Regions from separate parts of the Mus musculus genome. Here regions 1 and 2 are each linked to region 3. A link is a contact called in public HiChIP or PLAC-seq data. All regions are on one chromosome and are shown on one strand. Each heading gives the region's core, a stretch centred on a gene start, on an enhancer-like site or on the middle of the called end of the contact. The rest is flanking DNA. Distances are from core to core; before and after follow the strand shown.

Region 1 (4,444 bases), core at 631-3,130, 310 kb after region 3:
AGAAACCCTGTCTTGAATAACAAATAAACAAAAACCAAAAAAGGCACAAAAACTTTGGTTGATAAACATATCCTTAAGGATATACGCCTATAATCCCAGTAGTTTAAATTGGAAGATTGTGAATTTGGGGCACAAAAACTGTATGACAACTTTGACCCATGTAAAAACATTGTAAAGCCAAGGGGGGCTGTACAGGGTAATATAATCCCAGAATTTGGGAGTCTGAGGTAGAAGGATTACGTTTGGAATGCAAAAATTACACAGCACCTTTAGAAGACATAAAAGCATATCAGAGCCTATGAGATGGTTCGGTGAGTCAGAGTTTGCTGCCTGGCCTGCCAATTTGAGTTTAACCTCATAACAGAATGAGCCAACTCCTATAGGAGGTACTGACTTTTCATGCATGTCATATGGCAAGACCTCAGTCAGACAGTGAGCCCCTGTCTCACAACCAACAAATAAAAATGTTACAGCACTTTCACACACATATCTAATGATGTCTTTGATCAGGTTCACCCCAATTCCCTTTGTTGACCCCCTTTATTGCTCCATTTGGGGGAAGGGGAGGGCATAGTCTCTAGCCAAGCAGCCCTTGAGTCCTGCTGAAGCTAAGGCTAACCTTGAGCTCCAGACCCTCCTGCCTATCTCCCAATCTCAGGCCTGGAAACATCTTATCCGCAGGGTTCCTGTTGGCTGGACCACTGTCTTTACTCCTGGCTGTCTTCTTGGGGATGGTTATGCTTCCTCAGTCTCTATTCGGGAATGCCTCAGGGTTCAAGCCTTGGTCCAAGTGTTCTCACTCCTGAAATTCTAACTGTAGACCAAAGCCACTCAACATGTGTTGCCAGTCACACTTTTCCCCAGAATCCCATGCCCCGACTTCTATCCGCCTACTTTACTGTTCCTACTTGGATAAATAGTCCCAAGCCAGGGACTCCAGCCTGATCCAGGGTTCTGGACCCAGCCCAATGCTACAAGTGTGGGAACCTGTCTCAAAACAAAACAAAACACAAAACCTGTCCGGAAACAAAGACTAGGGCCTTGCACAAGCCACCTTTAGGCTGGTCTAGAACTCCTGGGCTCAGCTTCTGGAGAGTAAGACTTACTCCATATGTGGACATGGAAATGATGGCTCTGGCTATCAATGGGAGGAAAGTAGTGTTAACCCAACGACTTTGCACTGGATTAAGAAAAAAAACACTTTAAAGGCAAGGGTGGTCACCTAAAACTACTGAACTTTCGGTCCACGGAAGAGGAAAACCTTAAAAAGGACAGGTCTGCCATCCTTTTGACAATATTAACTCCATCTTGTACTACAGATAAAACAAGGAGAGGTGGGCTAGCAGCCAGGGATGGTGGCCCATGCCTAGAGCACCAGTCAGCTGTAAAGTCTTGAGGCAAGCCTGGGCTTCAAAACAAAATCATAACCAGCAACGACCAAAGAGGCAAGATTCCTCTCCAAAGGGAACGATGATTTTTTTTCTTACACCAAAAAATAAAGCCTATCGCATGCCAAGTTCCCATGCCCAAGCGCCAAAGCTCAGAAGAGGTCTAGGAATGTTCTGGGGGGGATGACGGGATAAATGGTGATAGCCCACAATACGTGGGCTCTGGAGACTCAGTGGCGGTAAGGGCCACGCCCACTCCTGCGTGGGTTTCGAGACCCTCCTGATCCCAATGAGGCTGGCGAGCCTGGGAAGCCAGAGGCAGTCCGCCCACTCGATGCGGCAGCCACCCACGCGCCTCCCCCCTCTCCCGCCCCCACTCACGTTTCTGCTCGGCCTCGGACAAGTGTGTCGTGGTGAAGGTCAAGAAGCACTCGTTGCCCATATCCCAATCCAGCAAGCCCGGAACCTGGCCATGGAGGCTGGCCCAGAAGTTCCGGTCCTGGAATTTGGGGTCCACTTTTAAGGCTAGAGGAGACGAGTTGTGCGGGGTGCAAGAGACGGAGAGACTCGCCTGCGTGGAAGGTGCTTCCTCAAACCGCGGGCAATCGCAGGTGGGAGCGGTCAAGAGCGCAGCACCCCTGCAGATACTCAGGATTGCCTGAGGATTCATCCAGCTCGCGCTCATCAGGTTTTCCTGCGCCTGCGGATGTAGCTCAGCTGGTAGAGTGCCTGTCTAGCAAGTTCGAAGCCCGCACCTCCTAGAACCAGATTTTGAGCTACGCGCCTGTAATCAGACACTCGGCGGAAGCGCAAATTCAAAGTTACCATAAACTACACAAGCAAATCTGGGATTCCAGAGACCTTGGCTCGAGGGGGTGTATCTCTGGGTGGGTGAGCTAGGGAGGAGTTTAAATGCGGGGGCGTGGTGTTGCAGGCTGCTAGTCCAGCAAGTTTTTTTTGTTTTTAAAGGCAAGGAAAAAAAAGGGCGTGGCGGCGCACTTTAGGCCTTTCTTTAATCCCAGCACTCTGGAGGTAGAGGCAGGCAGATCTCTGAGTTCAAGGCCTACAGAGCTAGTTTCAGGAGGCTACACACAGAAATAAAATAAAATAAAAAGAAGGAAAGCAAGAAAGAAATGAATGAAGAGAACAAAGAAAGATGGGATGGCTCAAAGGAGGGTCAAGGTTCATCCAGGTGACTTTCCTCCAACTGAATAAATAAATAAATAAATAAAATGTCATAACAAAAGAATATGAAGATACAGGAGAAACATATCCCAGACCATTCTTTATCACATTTGAGAAAAGCTCTTACTTAAAGACACAGTGATTCCATGATTGTATTAATATCTATATTCCAGAATTCATGAGTGCTTTTAGAGCATATCTAGTTTTGTTTTTTTGTTTTTACAAAGGTTTTATGTTTTATTTAATGTACTGATTTCGGTTTTTGAGACAGGGTTTCTCTGTGTAGTTCTGGCTGTCCTGGAACTCACAGAGATCTGACTGTCTCTGCCTCCTGTGTGCAGAGATTAAAGGTGTGTGCCACCATGCCAGCTGTATCTTTTTTTTTTTTTTTTTTTTTTGGTTTTTCGAGATAAGGTTTCTTTGAGCAGCCTTGACTGTCCTGGAACTCACTCTGTAGGCCAAGCTGGCCTCGAACTCAGAAATCCGCCTGCCTCTGCCTCCCGAGTGCTGGGATTAAAGGCTTGCGCCACCATGCCCGGCTGTATCTTATTTTTAATTAAATTTATATTTCATAAAAGTTTTAAACAGTTTATCCAAGATTACAACCTCAGTAGATAGTAGAGCAGAGATTAAATTAAATAGCAAATTGATTTAAAATTTTGTTTTTAACTTCAAGTTTCAGAAAATTCTATATGCTGTAAAATTTTCTTTACAACCTTATTAACTTTATATATATTAACTTTTTTTTAAGATTTATTTATTTATTATATGTAAGTACACTGTAGCTGTCTTCAGACACTCCAGAAGAGGGAGTCAGATCTCGTTACGGATGGTTGTGAGCCACCATGTGGTTGCTGGGATTTGAACTCCTGACCTTCAGAAGAGCAGTCGGGTGCTCTTACCCACTGAGCCATCTCACCAGCCCTATATTAACTTTTTTTATCCATTTATTTTTCTCAGTTCTGGGAATTGGTGGGCCTTGTACATGCTAGAGAAGTGCTGTACGGTGCAACTAGACTCTCAGCCCTATATGGACATATGCATGTATCCACATATATTCTTTTCCTTTTCAGGGTTTTGCAGTTTTTAGAGGCTGGACTTTGAACTCTGTGCACTGAGAGTAGCTGGGAAATCCTGAGCCTCTTCAGTTACTCCCCAAGATTACAGCCATGCAGGGCAGGAGAGATGGCTCCGTGGTAAAGAGCGCTGGCAACCATTCCAGAGGGTCTGGGTTCAATTCCCAGCACCCACATTGACAGCTCACAACTGTCTGTAACTCCTGTTCCAGGGAATTCAACACCCTTCTATAGACACACACGGAGGCAAAATGACCGATACATGTAAAATCAAAAGTAAATTATTTAAAAAAAAAAAGATTACAGGCAGGCATCATCATGTTCTGCTCATGTTTATACATATATGTTACATTTTATTTATGTGTGTACATGCATGCGAGCATGCCACGGTGCTAGTGAGGAGGTCAGGGGACAACCTGGGAGAGTTGGTTCTGAGACGTTTCATTATGTAGCTCTTTATCCAGGAATTCCCTCAAATTCAAATAGACCCACCTGCCTCTGCAGTGCTGGGATTAAAGGTGCGCACTGCCGGACCCAGCTCCTTGTTATGCTATGTTTTGTTTTGTTTTTCCTAATTGATGGCTGATTGATGCTGAGAATAGAATCCAGGGCCTTAGGTGTGCTAGGCCACTGCTCTGCCACGGGGTTACATCTGATTTTTAGGGCTGGAGAGATAACTCAGAGGTAAAGACACTTGTTCAGTCAAGAGGACAGGAGTTCAGGTGTCAGTAGCTGTGTCCCCATAGTAAACCCTTAAAAGTGTATCATTTCGAATGAATTATTTAATAATTTGTC
Region 2 (4,217 bases), core at 719-3,218, 380 kb after region 3:
CTCCAGTGTATCTAGGAAGATGACAATGTGGTAGGGCGACCAGCAGAGGAAGAAAATGCTTGTCACTAAAATGGCCACCCTGACCGCCTTCTGCCGCTGAGGGCGCCGCTGGGCCTGCAGTAGCCTGTGGACCACGCCCACGTAACACCATCCCATCACAAGCATCGGTAGTAGGAAGCCCCCGATGTGGTAGAGGAAACGGGAGGTGAACCAGGCTCTAGTTTCCGCTTCGTTTTCCTGGGAGAAGGTGCACTGTGGTAAGGAGTCGTTGTTATGAGGTTGGCCAACCTTGGCAAAGAGGAGTTCCGGTAAGGCGAACAGGAAGCCGGCCAGCCAAATGGCCGTGCAGGTGATGTGGATGGAGAGGAGTCGACGGCGGCGGTAGGCGTGAACAGCATGGACGATGGCTAGGTACCGGTCTACAGCTATACAGGCCAGCAGCAGGCTGCTGCAGTAGAAATTGATCTTGTGCAGAGCGATCACAGTTTTGCAGAGGAAGGTCCCTAGGACCCAACCCACAGAGCCCTCAGCCACTGCAAAAGGCAGGATGAAGACTAAGAGAAGGTCGGCTACTGCGAGGTGGAACAGGAAGGTCTCGGTTGAGCTCCGCGTGTGCCGGTGCCTCTCCAGGATTACCAGCACCAGGATGTTTCCCATCATACCCAGGAGGAAGATGAGGCTGTAGGCCACAGGCATGAATACCGCCTTAAAGGACGTCAGTAAGGGTCCCTCGACTGTAGAGCAGAAGTTACTGTCCTGTAGGGGAATCTCCGTGCTGTTACTGTAGAAGGCCAGTTCCTTGTACTGTAAGGACCAAAAGAAAGAGAAATGAAAACGATAGCCATATCTTCTTCTTCTTCTTCTTCTTCTTCTTTTTTCCTCTGAGAGGAAGCTGCCACCTGTGAGGTTTCCTGTCCTTCCAGGCTAATGCTTTTTGTCTGTACTATTCTGTTTCCTCTTGGCCTGTCCTTAAGCATGCCATCTTTACCCTCCTTCCTCCCTTCTGCATATTTATTTTAGACAGGATCTCCCTCTATAGCCTTGGCTAGCTTGGAATTTACTATGTAGACCAGGTTGACCTGAGCTTTGGGTAGTCTCTGCTTGCTGGGTTCTGGGATTAAAGGCACATGCCCCCATGCCCTGTCTCTTTTTTTTTTTTTTTTTTTTTAAGATTTATTTATTTATTGTATGTAAGTACACTGTAGCTGTCTTCAGACACTCCAGAAGAGGGAGTCAGATCTTGTTACAGATGGTTGTGAGCCACCATGTGGTTGCTGGGATTTGAACTCTGGACCTTCGGAAGAACAGTCGGGTGCTCTTACCCACTGAGCCATCTCACCAGCCCCGCCCTGTCTCTTAAATATAATTTTTTATTCTAATTTTTGGTAGTGCTGAGCAACTGTTCCACCACTGAGCCACATCCCTGGCCTGAAACTTCAGGTCTTTTCTTTTCTCTTCTTTTCTTTCGTTTTTGTTCGTTTGTTTGTATGTAAACTGGACCAGTAGTCACTCACAAAGTGGTAGGGTGTTCTTAAAGATGGAAGGCTTAGGGATTGCAGTCAGTACTGACATTTGGGAATGGAACCTGATAGGAACAAGAAGCCAATATTCCAATTCTGTAAGGACAGTGGGTAGTAAATCTAAGCTCTCACTGGGGGTGGGGAATGGTTGAGTGCTGATGTAGCTGGCTTACTTCCTCTAAATTTCTCCCCTTCTTCCTGTCTTGATTATTGCTGAAACTGAGGAAATGGCCTCCTATTTGGTTTAATCCACACACGCTTGAGGTATGTAATCTTCCTCTTATTTTACAGACCTGTCTTGCTCAAAGAGGAGGTTTGCTTAAAGGCACGTTTGCCTGTCTTTAGTCAATCAATAACGCTACAATGAGAGCTACTACCCACACTTCCCTCCAAAGGCTTCTGGGAAAGGGGCGGAGCCTAAGTTTCCAGCTACTTCCCAAGCAGAGAGTAAACTCCCTAGGCACAGGAACCCAGCAGCGGAGGCAAATATGAGTCACACACAGGGAGACTAGGCGCAGGGTAGGGAGGAAGCGTTTTCTGAGTGGAAAAGAAGGGGGCGTGCCTGTTATATCTCCGGAAGTCCCTACCTCCGCGTCCTCCTCCCCATCTGCCACTGCCCTCCATCACCCCAGCTCTCAGGTTGTTTGCCTGCTAACCACAGAGGAAGACAGGGTGCCTGTTTTCATACCTTTCACTCACAGCTGCCCTGCACCTGCGTTTCCTCAGCTCCTTACTCTGTTCTTCCTGCCCTGCCCTGCCCTGGTCAACCTCCTCCCTGGGCAATACAAAACCAATTACACCCGAACTACTATGGGTTCAAAACACAGTGATATAAGTGATGGGCCCCAGGGAAGTAAGAGACAGTGGGCTGTTCTGTCCTCTAGGCTCTGGCGATCTCGTCTCTGTGCTGACCCCCTTTGAGGAGAGTGAGGGGCTCCTGCCAGTAGGGGTTGGTTCATGGTTACCTTAAATCTTTCTTGCCACCAGGCACACTGTTGTGGGTGACACACTCACTTCCCCTGATGGGTAAACTGATTCCCCATCTTGGTCTTTTGGTCCCTAGAGCAGGTGGCTCTTTCAGAGAGGATGGGGACACATGGTACAATGGCAGCACTATCTACCCACTCTCCAGTGTCCCTTCTTCTGCCGTCACCTTATCCTGTCCCCCATCCTGTCTCTCTATGGGTCTTTCCCCTTACTTTTCTTTCATTTTTTTTTTAAATTAGACTTCAAACCTTTTTATTTTCCGTGTATGAGAGTTTTGCCTGCGCCTGTGTGTATGTGTGCATGTGACCGCCTAGTGCCCATGGAGGTCAGAAGAAGGCCCTGGTTTCCTTGGAACTGAGGTTACAGATGGTGGAAATCACTATGTGGGTGCTAGGAATTGAACCCCAGTCCTCTGCAAGAGTAGCAAGTGCTCTTGACCTTGGAGCCTCGCTCCGGCCTTATGGGTCCTTTTCTAACTACTGTTTCTGTTCTTTTCCACTTCCTACCCAGTGGACAGGGGGAGCTTCCTCGTACTCACATCCCAGCCCTGCACTTCTCAGGAGCTGAGGGGGGAGGGTGGCTTAAGCCCACGATTTGAGTTCCATTGTCGGTATAGCCAGACTATGTCTCAAAAACAAACAAACCAAATCTACACCTACACAGGTCAAATAACCACACCTAACTAGGCCCTATAGATCTAGTGTCCTTTAATGACTCCCCATCACCTGTAAGAAACAGGTGTCTTTTGTCTTGTTTTTCTGATATCGTATACAATAGTAAAACCATTTATATATATGGCTAGGTATGGTGGCTCAGGCTGTTATCCTAACACTAGAGAGAAGAGCCAGGAGATGAAGGGCTCAAAGACAGTTTCATCTACATGAGTTCCAGGCTGGCAAGTATTGCTTGGGTCTCTATAACAAACAAACATTTTTGGAGTAGAGCCCTTGCCTAGCGTGTGCAAAAACAGCCTGTGAGAGAGAGAATGGCCCTACAACTCTTGAAAACAATAGACCTGTTAGATAGGGCTTCAATGCCCCAGGTAGAAGGCCTTTACATTTTTATCTAAAGTAGTCCTGGCAGTGCATCTCAGCAGGTAGATGCTTGCCTAGCATATACAGGGCCCAGAGTTTGAGCCTCAGCCCTGCAAAAATAAATTTCTCCCAAATGTACACTCCTTTGATGTATTAGACCTTACCTACGACTTCACTGCACCAGACATGCTATTCCTCAGGTATGTGTGCCACAGCCACCTGTCCCCAGCAACCCAGGCAGCTTCCTGTCACCTTCGCTCCTTTTTCAAGTCCACCTCTCTAAACTCTTGCCTTCCTTCAAGGCCCCCAAGTTGACTCCATCTGGGGCTCAGCAGGGATTTACACGTTTGCATCTGTCTGTAAACTCTGCCTCTGGAGTCTAACTTGGGCTCTCTATCCCTTTAGGGAGTTGTTTCCAGTAGAACTGAGTAGAGCTATTTGACTCTGACTCTGCAGTAGGAGGTGGAGGGGGAAGCTGTGGGGTGAACTGGTGAGCACAGGCATCAGGCAGATGGTGGAGATGTGATGATTCACCTTGGTAACAGCCGAACCTATCTAGGGGAGCATGTGAGTCTAGCCAGCCTGTCTGGCCTAAAGGCCTTTCATGATAACGGCTCAAGTTTTTATCTAGGCTAGTGAACTTCCTTTCCACTTGAAGTTCAATCAGTGCGATATT
Region 3 (4,202 bases), core at 748-3,247:
AGACTTCCAGTCCTCAGGTTAGTGCCGAATTCAGGGAACGGATGCCTGCCTGTGTGGTCTTCATTTTTTCAAATGGTAAGACACCAGTGGGTGTCTTCAAAAACCCTAATAGGAAACGAGACAGAAACAAATGATGAAGAGCTTGCTCTGGGCCACCAAGCTCTCAGGACCCAAGTTACTATATAAAGTGGCCATAGGGGCCAGACCTTTTTTTTTGTTTGTTTGTTTTTTTAAGACAGGGTTTTTCTGTGTAGTCCTGGCTGTCCTGGAACTCACTCTGTAGATCAGGCTGGCTTTGAACTCAGAAATCCGCTTGCCTCTGCCCGGCTGGGGCCAGACCTCTTAAAAGTATAGTCTGTTTGTTTGCTTTGGTTCTGTGCACCAGGAAGGCTGGGATGTCACCCTGAGCTGTAATCTTATTTCCCTTTCACTGCAGAAACGACTCCTTCAACCCCCACCTGGCATCCATCTAAGAGGAAGAATTCAGAACCGACTGTCCTTGGTGGTTAGCTGCCTTTCTTTTCAGACTGCCAGAGAAGAGGATAAGTTAATGGTGTTAAATGAAGAAACAGGGAGGGGGTGCAGCACTTGCCCTGCCTAGCCAGACAGCATCCTTTAGCCATCGCTGCAGAGAACAGGCTTTTCTTCCTATTTTGCTCTGGGCCAGGGGCCAGGGGCCAGTGCTCCTCAGTTCACTCTGGAGGGCAGAGGAGGCAGGGCCCTCTTCCTCTCTCCCATCAAGAGCCCAAGCCTGAGGCCAGTCGGCATGGCTCTGTCTGGAGGCTAATGGCCAGGGAGGAGGGTCAATGAGATTTGAGTGATGAGGTAGATGTGATTTGCCAGTCATCTGAGTCATCAGAACACAGCCCAGAGCATCCTCTCAAGTCACCTGGCCATCTCTGGGGTTTGCTGCCTCAACCCTCCTCCCTCTCTCCAGCAGCGGCAGAAAGGCTGTTTGTTCCCTGTGGGGTGACAGACCCCTCCCTGGTGAGAGTCCCAGCCAAGGGTGAAACCCTTCCTGAAGCTCTGGTGCTAGAGCCTTTTTGAATCTAAGAGTCCAGAAGACCCAGGGAGAAGTTGGGATTAGAAAGGATGGAGGCTAGGGCTCCTGGCACCTTTCTGTGTGGGAGACTTAGGCTTTCAGTAACCTGAGGCCGTTGCCCCGTGAGAGAGTTGAGGGGTGGGTAGGGAAGGCAGCTTTCAAGCATTAGAGAGAGTAATAGGTTTCTGGGAGACAGGCTGTAGACTCCCACATCCGTTAGTATTAACTTTTCCTCATTGAGGTGAGGGAAACCGAGACAGAGACCAGAAGACAAAAAGGATTATCTGGGTCAGGGCGTGGACCATGGGCTTGTGAATTCAGACCCCTTCCTCCCTTCTCTAGGGTAAGAGGGACTTGCAAGAATTCGAATATGAAAAGATAACCCAAAAGGCACCGTTTCCAACTCTCCCGCCCCCTTGCAGGCACCCCTAGGTCTGTGGGACCTGGCACAGTTCTTCCTCCAAGGCTGCCAGGCCAGCGAAGACTCTGGAACAGTGCCAAGCCGGCAGCCGCCGCAGTGAAGCGGTCATTCCAGAAGGCGACCAGGGCCAGCTCCATGCCTCCACAGCAGGGTAGAGGAACCTGACTGAGAGTCCTCTATCAGGGATACCTCTCTGTTGCTCCTCTGCTAGAGGGTCCCCGCTAGTAGTGGACAAACCTGAGCGAGCGCTGCTACTGCGTCCAAGAGTCTACAGCGACCGGGCCAGCTTCTGCCGCCTCGGCCAGTCATTCGAGCCCCAGGACACCTGTCATTGCTCCTTCAACCTTTCCAAGCCAGAAAACGGGAGTTAGCCTCTAGGCCTGGATCGGGGAGCAGCAGCTCGCAGCCAGCGCGCCGGGGGCCCGCCCCCTAGGGCGCGGGGAGGGGGCGGGGGGCTACGCGGGGCGGGGCCGGGCGGCGCCCGGGGTCCCCTCCCCCGCCCCCCTGACGTCAGCCCCCGACAGCGGCGAGTTCCTCACTTGGCTCGCGCCCTCCGTCGGGGAAGCATGGGGCTGCCCAAACTGGTGTGCGTCTTCTTGTTCGCTGCCTGCTGCTGCTGTCGCCGTGCCGCGGGTGAGTTCTTTATGTTGAGGGGGCTGTGGGGGGCCCGACCCGCGTCCCTCAGAGCCCAGGCGTTGGGAGTTTGGGGATGTCTTCGACGGAGCCGGACTGTGCCGCCTGAGTGTACCGGAGATCAGAGCTGGTAGCAACGTAGAGTCGGGGCTCTGCACCCCAGTGGGCGCTCCTTCTTGCCAGAGTCCCCGATTTCCAGGCGCCCCGCGTGCGTGCAACTTCTTTGCGGGTGTGCAGCCTAGGTTTTAGAGTATTCTGGGAACGGACTAGTCGGGTTGCTGCAGCAGCGAGCGGGAAGGGGTGGGGCCGAGCTTCTGCAGGACGCTGGGCCCGGCCTCCCGCAGGTGTTCGCTCTGGGTGCTGGATGCTGGGTGCTGGAGTCCCGGCAGAGAGGCGCAGCCGGGGCGCATCCCCAACCCGTGCATCCCGCGCCCGCCTGTTGCTGGAAAAGGCAGTTTCCCTAGCTGGAGGGGGCCGCCGACCCCTCCCCCTCCGCCTGGGCCTCACGCCAGTTTGGAGGTGAGCGAGGGAGGAGGCCGCTCCTGCTGGGGCTGGGCGTTGGCAAGGGCAGCGGGTGGTGTGGGTCTCCTTGCGCCTCCGGGTTTGACGGGATTACAGGGGAAAGACAACAGATGGAGAAGTTCTACAACAGTAACAGCTTCTGTGGTCCACTAGAGTCAGGTGGAGAGAGCCTGGCACCTCGGAGCTTTCCTTTAAGCCATCGAGTAGACATGCTTTCCTGGGTCCGGGCTTCCCTTGTAGGGCACACGCAGCGGTGTCGTGTGTTATTCTTGGCTCTTTCTCGCGTCTCAGCCACTGGTCAGGCTGGGGAAGGGGAGGACTGGGCATTACCCACTTCTCTGGCCTCTTGCCCAGTGCCAGCCACGTCCCTGGGGTACTCCAGTCTAGTGCCTCCCAGACTGACCTTATTTCTGGGGAAAGGGCTAAACCCAGCTAGGCAATCGCAGCACAGAAAACTCAGTTTCGCTCTGCCCTGCTCTTCTGGCCCTTAGAAAGCAGGGATTCAAAGTTCCTGCTGTTGGTAGAAGGCTATTCCCACCTTCCCTCCAGTCTGGAAGCCACACAGTCCAGACATCCCAGGGTCCAGGCAGATTGTGCTTAGTGACATCACCTCTTCTAAGAGCTGGCAGCATGCTGGCACCACTGACGTCACTCCTGCCCACTCTCTGGTTTTTGACCTAACCCTTGGCGGAGACTGACCCCTCTAGACTTGGATGGGGTCTTCAGATTGTATTGCAGCGTTTCTTGACATGCTACTGTGGGAACATAAATCATAGCCTCTGGCTAGAGTTGGCTCACTGTGTCTTCCAGAGGATTTGGGGGACAGAGGGTAGAATAGTGACGTCTTCGTGGAGGGGGGGCACACAAAGGGGCCTGTGTGCCCCAGCCTGGCACATGCCTTACATTCCCCTAGTCTGAGCTCACCAGGACTAGGAAGGGGCCCAGGAGCAAAGGGGCCTTCATCTTGGCCCAGAGCCCATGTTGCTCTTATCTGTCTCTCCACCAGCTTCTTCTAAGATATACCCAGTCACTCTGTCTGTGTTTCACTCCGTATTACACTGGGAGAGGTCTGACCCAGGTTGGGGGTGTGGGCTTGGTGAAGTTGAGGGTAAGGAGAGGGTAAGGCCCTCCCCAGACCCTTCAAGTGGGACAGCTGCAGTGAACCAGGAGAGGGGAGGGGACCGGACAGAACACCTGGAGCTGACAAAGCTGCCTGGGCATGCCCCTCTCTTTCCCCAGGTGTGCCAGGAGAGGAAAAGCAGCCAGTACCCACGCCCGACCTGGTGGAGGCAGAAGTGGGCAGCACAGCCCTTCTCAAGTGTGGCCCCTCACGGGCCTCAGGCAACTTCAGCCAAGTGGACTGGTTTTTGGTGAGCGCCTGGACTTTGGAGGGCAGTAGTTGTGTGGGAAGCAACTGTCTCTCTGGCAGGTAGCTCATCTCTCAGCTCCTTTCCCTCAGATTCACAAGGAGAGGCAGATACTGATTTTCCGTGTGCACCAAGGCAAGGGCCAGCGGGAACCTGGTGAATATGAGCACCGCCTTAGCCTCCAAGACTCGGTGGCTACTCTGGCCCTGAGTCACGT

What was found. HiChIP or PLAC-seq counts read pairs in DNA pulled down with a chosen protein or histone mark.
Region 1: an H3K4me3 HiChIP or PLAC-seq map of embryonic stem cells shows a contact between it and region 3, with 15 read pairs. The contact joins the promoter of Foxr1 here to the promoter of Mcam in region 3. A contact is called at or near these places in 1 of 39 promoter capture datasets (embryonic stem cells), 1 of 484 Hi-C or Micro-C datasets (the G1E-ER4 cell line), 2 of 115 datasets of contacts at active chromatin or transcription factors (both in embryonic stem cells) and 2 of 9 other capture datasets (adipose tissue and liver).
Region 2: an H3K4me3 HiChIP or PLAC-seq map of bone marrow-derived macrophages shows a contact between it and region 3, with 3 times the contacts expected there. The contact joins the enhancer-like site here to the promoter of Mcam in region 3. A contact is called at or near these places in 19 of 484 Hi-C or Micro-C datasets (B cells, the Ba/F3 cell line, CD4 T cells and 6 more) and 1 of 115 datasets of contacts at active chromatin or transcription factors (bone marrow-derived macrophages).

The regions. Positions count from the first base shown.
Region 1 is chr9:44,438,988-44,443,431 of GRCm38.p6, forward strand. It overlaps Foxr1 (forkhead box R1), which reads right to left and starts at 1,881. Exons shown (of 5, transcript NM_001033469.2): 1 at 1,770-1,881. The coding sequence starts at 1,830.
Region 2 is chr9:44,513,498-44,517,714 of GRCm38.p6, forward strand. Cxcr5 (chemokine (C-X-C motif) receptor 5) reads right to left here. Exons shown (of 2, transcript NM_007551.3): 2 at 1-804. Among named protein-coding and RNA genes, the nearest start is that of Cxcr5, 11 kb to the right of the region's middle. Within about 2 kb of position 1,969, at least 160 of the 459 cell types and tissues checked have an H3K27ac peak or open chromatin away from gene starts, as enhancers often do. A contact at or near this core is called in B cells, the Ba/F3 cell line, LSK cells and 2 more, where this site is marked.
Region 3 is chr9:44,132,661-44,136,862 of GRCm38.p6, forward strand. Mcam (melanoma cell adhesion molecule) reads left to right here and starts at 1,998. Exons shown (of 16, transcript NM_023061.2): 1 at 1,998-2,096; 2 at 3,858-3,988; 3 at 4,078-4,202. The coding sequence starts at 2,030. Gm10687 (predicted gene 10687) reads right to left here and starts at 1,825. Exons shown (of 2, transcript NR_152189.1): 1 at 1,701-1,825.